Regions from separate parts of the Mus musculus genome. Here region 1 is linked to region 2. Evidence: chromatin contacts called from public Hi-C data. All regions are on one chromosome and are shown on one strand. Each heading gives the region's core, a stretch centred on a gene start, on an enhancer-like site or on the middle of the called end of the contact. The rest is flanking DNA. Distances are from core to core; before and after follow the strand shown.

Evidence for each region. Hi-C and Micro-C count contacts between places; a contact is called where the count stands out from the background.
Region 1: a Hi-C map of uterus shows a contact between it and region 2, with 3 times the contacts expected there. The contact joins two enhancer-like sites. A contact is called at or near these places in 1 of 15 datasets of contacts at CTCF or cohesin (the G1E-ER4 cell line), 47 of 484 Hi-C or Micro-C datasets (the Ba/F3 cell line, the C3H10T1/2 cell line, the G1E-ER4 cell line and 32 more), 7 of 115 datasets of contacts at active chromatin or transcription factors (the HPC-7 cell line, astrocytes, bone marrow-derived dendritic cells and 3 more) and 4 of 9 other capture datasets (adipose tissue, embryonic stem cells, liver and 1 more).

Annotation. Positions count from the first base shown.
Region 1 is chr11:32,322,957-32,326,468 of GRCm38.p6, forward strand. No RefSeq gene overlaps it. Among named protein-coding and RNA genes, the nearest start is that of Gm46275, 20 kb to the left of the region's middle. Within about 2 kb of position 1,410, at least 19 of the 459 cell types and tissues checked have an H3K27ac peak or open chromatin away from gene starts, as enhancers often do. A contact at or near this core is called in adipose tissue and uterus, where this site is marked.
Region 2 is chr11:32,242,496-32,245,961 of GRCm38.p6, forward strand. The region is part of intron 6 of Nprl3 (nitrogen permease regulator-like 3); the gene reads right to left. Among named protein-coding and RNA genes, the nearest start is that of Mpg, 18 kb to the left of the region's middle. RefSeq lists enhancers at 2,533-3,466, 2,775-3,466, 3,045-3,466, 3,049-3,466. Within about 2 kb of position 1,281, at least 40 of the 459 cell types and tissues checked have an H3K27ac peak or open chromatin away from gene starts, as enhancers often do. A contact at or near this core is called in adipose tissue and uterus, where this site is marked.

The sequences.
Region 1 (3,512 bases), core at 160-2,659, 81 kb after region 2:
TGAGACATTTCTACCACAAGCCCTGGACCCAAAGTGGAGTTGCAGGATTTGGTGTTTGCCCTGCTGGGTGTCTGACTCACTTTGGGCAGAGCTTTCCTTCTGCCCCATTCTTCCCGTTATGAATGTGAACCTTCACTCTGCTCTACAGTACATTGGATGTCTATAGCTTGTTTTGTTTCGGTTTTTAATAGGAGGCCAGAGTAAGAGATTGAGTCTCGGTTGAGAGTCTGATTTTTCTCCTTTGAATAGTGTTGAAAGGTATTGGCCAGAGGACTTTTGAGGTTGGGCTGAATAAATTTTGCGTTATAAGATAGCTACAAGCCTATAGAGACAGGGAGTAGAAGGATATGGCTTAAAAGCAGTGTGTTTGGGTGTCAAGTTGACAAAAGGTGGAGCTGTGATCGTTTATAATGGTTATTAACTTAATTTGATTCCAGCAATCACTGAAGCAAGCCTCAGGCATGTCCGAGAGGAATTGCTTTAAATGTGGGCTGTGCCATTCCATGGACTGGGGACCTGGATTAAATAAAAAGAAGTTGGGCAGCGGTGGCGCACACCTTTAATCCCAGCATTTGAAGGGCAGAGGCAGGCGGATTTCTGAGTTCGAGGCCAGCCTGATCTACAGAGTGAGTTCCAGGACAGCCAGCACTACACAGAGAAACCCTGTCTCGAAAAAAAAAAATTGATTATTAGAAAGAAAAGAAAAGAAGAAACACCAGGGTGATAGTGATAGGTTTCAGCTCTGAAGGAGCCCCTCTCTCTTTTAAATCTTTTAATTGCTCTCTTTTAAAACAATATTGGGGAGGTACTTTAGGAAACCTATTCTCTGTGGCCAGAACTTTTCTTGTAAAATTTTATTTACTTATGTACTCATTCACTTGTTTTTGAGACAGAGTCTTTTTTTCTTTTAAAGATTTATTTATTTTTATTACATGTAAGTACACTGTAGCTGTCTTCAGACACTCCAGAAGAGGGAGTCAGATCTCATTACAGATGGCATGTGCCACCACGCCCGGCTCCTAAAAATTAATTTTTTATTATTTTATTGCACTGGTGTTTTCCTGCATATACTTATCTATGTGAGGATGTTGGAACCTCTGGAGCTTGAGTTACATACAATTGTGAGCTGCCATGTGTTGCTTGGAGTTGAACCCAGGTCCTCTGGAAAAAACAGGCAGTGCTCTTAAATTACGGAGCCATCTCTCTAGCACCCACTGTGACATTTCTAATTGTTTTCGTGTGACATTTTTCATGGTGATTTTAAAATCTCTGCAAACAAGTTTCTGGAAAAAAGTACTCTAATTTCCTTGTGTCGTAGATGAAGAGATGGCAAAAACTCAAGAGATGTTAGATCGCTGCTCTGTAAGATCACACTGTCTGCTTGGCCTTCAGGTTTCAAACACAGGTCAGGGTGAATTCAGAGTCTAGATTCTCACAACAGCAGTCATGTCCTTACAACCCACAAAATAACGTCTAGCTGTGCAAATGTCCGAAAACAAGACAGATTAATGGAGTCAAATGTCTGCCCCGGGACAGCGCGAAGGACTCTACTGACAGAGCGAAAAAGTTTATTCTTGTAGTTTTTTTGTAGTTTGGGGAAAGAGAAAGTTTGCTGCTCTTTCCACATCCTCTCTTTCAGTATTGAGGCCAAGTGGAAAGTGTCCGGCAGTCCTTCCGCATCCGCCTGCCCAGAGCACAGGAGGAACTCTGGCTGGACACGGAGTCTCTCCCTCCCCCTTCTTCCCCTCTTCCCACAGCCCCACAAAACTGTACCCTCCTAGACCCATCACTGTCCTGTCTGCTTGAGGACCTTGGAACAAGGTGGCAGTGTGGGTCGAGTGTAGGAGGACACTGCAGCTACCGGAGATATAAGAAGGCGACGAGCACCCCCGTGTGGCGGGACTCGGAACTTCGCAGCTCCAAGGAGAACAGCGGTGTAACAGGCACCCAGCATGCACTTGGCTCTTTGCCCACGAACTCTTCGAAATTTTAGTTTAGGTTCTGGGGGTCTTTTCATCTTTGACATGTGTCCTGCTAAGATATAACTGCCACAACCCTACGGATGCTTCTATCTATAATTTCACATGTAATACTCTTCCCATGAATTCAAGTTTGATGTTTATTTGTTGTTGTTGTTGTTGTTTGTTTGTTTGTTTATTTTCTTTTGTGTGATATTGGGACCTTGCCATGCTGGGCCAGAGCTCTACCAAGCTACTGAGCCACACCCCAGCCCTGGCTTCCTTATGACACATCAAGCAAGTTTTGGTATCAAAATCAAAACTGTGAAACCTATAGATTCCACCTTCTTGTTTCCCTTCCTATCCTCCATCCAATGTCAGCCGTTTGATGTGTCTAGTCTATTCTTCCCATGGTGCACTCCTACCTTTTTATAAAAAAGGAAACAATGTTACTTTGTAAACAATATATTTTCAAAGCTACTCTACTGGGATTGTAGGAAGCCTCCCCCTTGGGTTGGGTTGTTCTTTTGTTTTATTTATTACTAATGTATATTCATTGTACATAGTTCTGAGTTTCCTTAAGATAATCTCAAAAATGTCAGGTGCTTTAGCCAAATTCACCCTCCCTCTCAGTCTTCCACATCCCGGTCCTACCTCACTCTCTTAAAGAGTCTCCTTCTAACCTTCCCACTGGTCTCCCTCCTCTTCCCCAACTCTCCTTTCTGCTTGACATGCAGTCAGTGTGTGTGTGTGTGTGTGTGTGTGTGTGTGTGTGTGTGTGTGTGTGTAGATATAGGTTGTTTTCTGATAAATCTGGTCAGTGACTGGAGATGAAAGTCAGCAACATAAACTAAAAGAAAAATCACCAAAATGTGTGAGAAAAATCAAGAATATGGATTTTAAAACTTGGCAACATCAAAGAAGTTTTCGGCAAAAAAAATAGAGACTTAGAAAGAAAGAAAAAACAAAACATAGAAAGGTTGTAATGAAAACTGGATAAATCAGATAAAAAGCACAGTGAAAAATGTCACCAAAAGGCCACCAAGTAGGGGGAGGACATAGGGATGAGGCCACCAAGCAGGGGGAACATGGGGATGAGGACAAGGCTGATAAGAAGCTGCATTCAAATATCAATGATGAAAAGAATTAAAGAGTTTGTTCATGACATCGGAGCCCTCTGAGATGTCATCAAAGGACAAATCCCGAAGGTCTGGACAAGAGGAGAACTTGAAATAACACTGAAGGTCATTCAATGAACCATACCCTATAATTCCCAAACATAGAGAAATAGACATGCAAAGTGAAGTGCAATTTAGAAACCAGAGACACAGGCAGAGAAGTCTCTCTCTATAACAGATTGTACAGCCAGGAAGCTAAATGACAGAGCCAAGATGGATGGTACCCAGGAAATCATTGGGGTGGATAACAGCTATCAGAAGACCCTCAAGGGAATCCTAACCAGGGGAGAAAAATAAACACTTCTAGGAGGTCACAGGAAATAATAAACCACATTAGAACAGTAAATAAGAAATGAGAATTTGGAAAGCATCAATT
Region 2 (3,466 bases), core at 31-2,530:
GTAGGAAGCACAAAGCACCTCCCTTTATGTACCTTGCTGGTGGTGGTGGAGCACCACAGGTGTAACTTGTGCAGCTATCAATCAGAGGACATGCAGTGACTACCCAGCCAAGCCCAAATATTCCTCCATGGCGAACCTTTTCCTCCAAATTCTCAGTGGTTGACACATATTTACAGCTCAACATGCTCAGGCACGGCAGCATACAGCATCTCAAACCATCACACATTCTATGTGCTCTACCTGCAAATCCAGACCTCTCAGCAAAACAAGGCCAGAGCTCCCAGACAACCAGCACCTGAGGAGGTGTCTTGGTCGCTCTCCTTACAGCTTCTACCTGGGCAGTATCATCCATGTTTCTCCAACATAGAGAACCCTGGGTGTGCTGCATATTCTTCCTGCCCTCATTTCCATCTCCATCACTCAAGTCCAGCCATTCTCAGGACCCTGGCACTTAAGTTTGCCATGGCCTCTCTTCCCAGACACCTTGTGACTTTCTCGTAACTCCAATCTCAAGTGTACACTCTCAGTGAGGTATCCTGGCCCCACCTTCACTCTGGCCCCTCACCCTATACCCTGTACTCATGACCACAGGATACTACCAGTTTGCTACCTAATACTGCCCTAACCAACCACACCAGGTATATGGAAGGTTTGCATGGGCACACGAAGCACTCATGAGTGGAAGGTGGGGAGAACCTAGAGTCAGGCAGTGGTCTGCAGGAACACTGTCTTCCCAGAACTCATCCCGTAGAGAGGTAGCCCTGTGGGTTGTCCCTATAGACCCACACCCAGGAGGAAAGGGTTGTGTGAAGGAGGAGTTCCTCCCACCCATGGCTCAGCCACACAGTCCTGGTGCTAAGTGCCAACAACATGTGCTTATTAAATAGAATCTGTTCAGGTCTATATGCTGAGTGGGCAAAAAGTATGTTAGCACATTTCTGAAATGCAATTATACAAATGCTATAAAGAAAAGCAACTGCTCAGGCAAAGCCCCTGTGACTTGCACTTATTCTGCCTGAGAAAGGCATTTCCTGTCATCTGCCCCAACCCAGTCAAGCTCGGAAGAGCCAAGCAGACAGGTAGCCTCCTTCATCCAGTGCGGGAAAGATAACCTAACGCTTCATAACTCCATTCTCAAAACAGGACCCATCCCTTGGTTCCCAAACTGCCACAGCACCTTCCCTCATCTTGTTTTCTGGGCTGCCTCCCACCCAGAAGAGCGGCCAAGAAGCTTTTCCCATCACCACCCACTCTGCTGCTATTCTCAGCTCCCAGTGTGGGAGTGGCCAAGGACAGGGCAGACTAGGAGTTAAAGGGGATGTGGCGAGAGTTCTTCCTGCCTGGGTCAAAGGTGAAATGTTTGGATACTGTGGGAGAAACAAGGTCCTTGCTCCAGGCTCAGAAAACACACTTTTGTTTTCTCTTTCCTCCCACCCCCATCGCTTTCTTTTTCCAAGACAGGGTCTATGTGTTGGGTCTCCATATGTAGGCTGGATTCCAACTCACAGAGATGTGCCTGCCTCCGCCTTTCGGGAGCTGGGAGTAGAGATGTATGCTGCCACACCCCACTCACTATTTTCCTATTTATTTATTGACAGAATTTTGTTGTGTACCCCAAGCTGGCCTCAAGCTTGTGATCCTCGTGCCTCTACCTCTCAAATGCTAAGATTCTCAGCATGGCCCACAATAGCTGCCAAGGACTATTACAGCCTCTTCCCTGAAGCCTCCAGCAAGACAAGAGCTCTAAGTTCTGAGTTTCCCCAGAGGGTCGCCGGGACTCTAGCCAACAGCTCCAAATACAAAACCAAAAACAAGTCTTTTTCTCCTTCAAGCAGAGAATAGCAGAGGGGAAAGGAAATGGGAGAGCACATCTGTGACCCTCCCCAGGATCTCTGTTTAATGCAAGCCACCTCATGGCTCCAAACCATCTATGCCTGTGTCTCCCAGGGCCTCAGAACCACTGAGGATGGGTGTACAGATGGGCACCACAGGCTGTGGCTGAGCCTAGAGGACAATGGTGGTTCACTGGGGAGGTTCACGGGGGTTGGGGGAGGAACAAACTTTAAAGTCTGTTAAAAGCAGGGTTTAATGTCAAGATGTGGGTCAAAGACACAGGCTCTCTGAGGTCAACACTCTTGGCTTTTCTAAAAATTGGCCCTAACCAAGTCTGTGTGTACAGTTTCCAGGAGGGAATGCAAAGCTCACAACCAACCTTGAGAAACACTGCATCTGGAAACCCTCTCAGCATTCACACTGATGGGAAAAAGCAAGAGAGGAAAGGGTTACACTGTGCTGCGCTGTGGTCATGCCCATGCAAATACCAGCCAGGCTCCTCTAATCAACTTATGGTCACAACAGGAAGAAATAGCAGGTCCTATTTTTGAGCTCTCTTATTTAGGGTATAGTACAGGGTGGCTATTGAAACAACATAGAATCAGAATTAAATACCAAGAGTCCTATCATTTCAAACACAGCTGATTCTGGTCCACCCAGGACCTCAGTGATGTGGTGACAACCATGTGCTAGGTACAGCTCTAAGTAGTGTTTCGGGCACCTGGGGCACAGCAAAAGAGGAAACAAATTACAGCCTTGTATTTGGAAGAATCTTACTCTGGATGGCGCAGTATATAAACTACAGAGTTACAGGGAAAGGTACATACAGAGACTTGTGTGGCAGTGCAGGCCAGGATTAAATGCCAGCTGTGGGCATGGGGGATACATTACGGCCTTTCTAACACCCTCCCAATTCAGGTGTGTCTCAACCTTGTGCCAGCTGACTCAGATCCCCAGCCTATGTCTTTCCCTCTGAACATTTTGTACTAAGCTGGAGCCTCTTTACAAAGTAAAAAAGCTCTGGCATGGAGACACTGAACACTGCCATTAGGAGTCCCCCGAGTATCAGATGCACATCTGGACAAACCTCTGGAGTGCACTGGGAGGACAAGGACCATTAGAAATATGCCTGCCCAACATCTAGTCTCTAGCTCTGGAGACAGTCAGGTGAATCCTTCACAACAAAAATGTAAACCAGGAAAGACACTGACGTCTGTGGAGAGAAGGGAAGAAAAAGGGCTGCCCTTGCTTCTGTGGTCCACATTTCAAGATGAAACCCAGGGTTTGCCCCCAGAAAAGTTTCCTGCTACGCTTGTGTTCCTATTTGCAGGAGTTTAATGTTAGGCTGAAAATAGTGTGCAGAAAAACACTGTCTCCAAGCTTATCCAGCCTTGGCACAGCATTCGAGTCCAGCCCTTCTGCAACAGGAGATAAATGCTCCTGCCAGGGCCCGGCATCTACACTCCATGACTGTGCAGAGCACCGCAGTCCTATCTTCTGCACCAAGATGCACCATGTGCTGTGTGCAAGCTTATCTCACCCCTGCAGTCTCGGCCTACCTTTAGCTAATAACCAACAGGTCACTTCTGACCTCACCTCAGCTAAGCCTCTTCCTCCTCTGAGAATCCGCCAT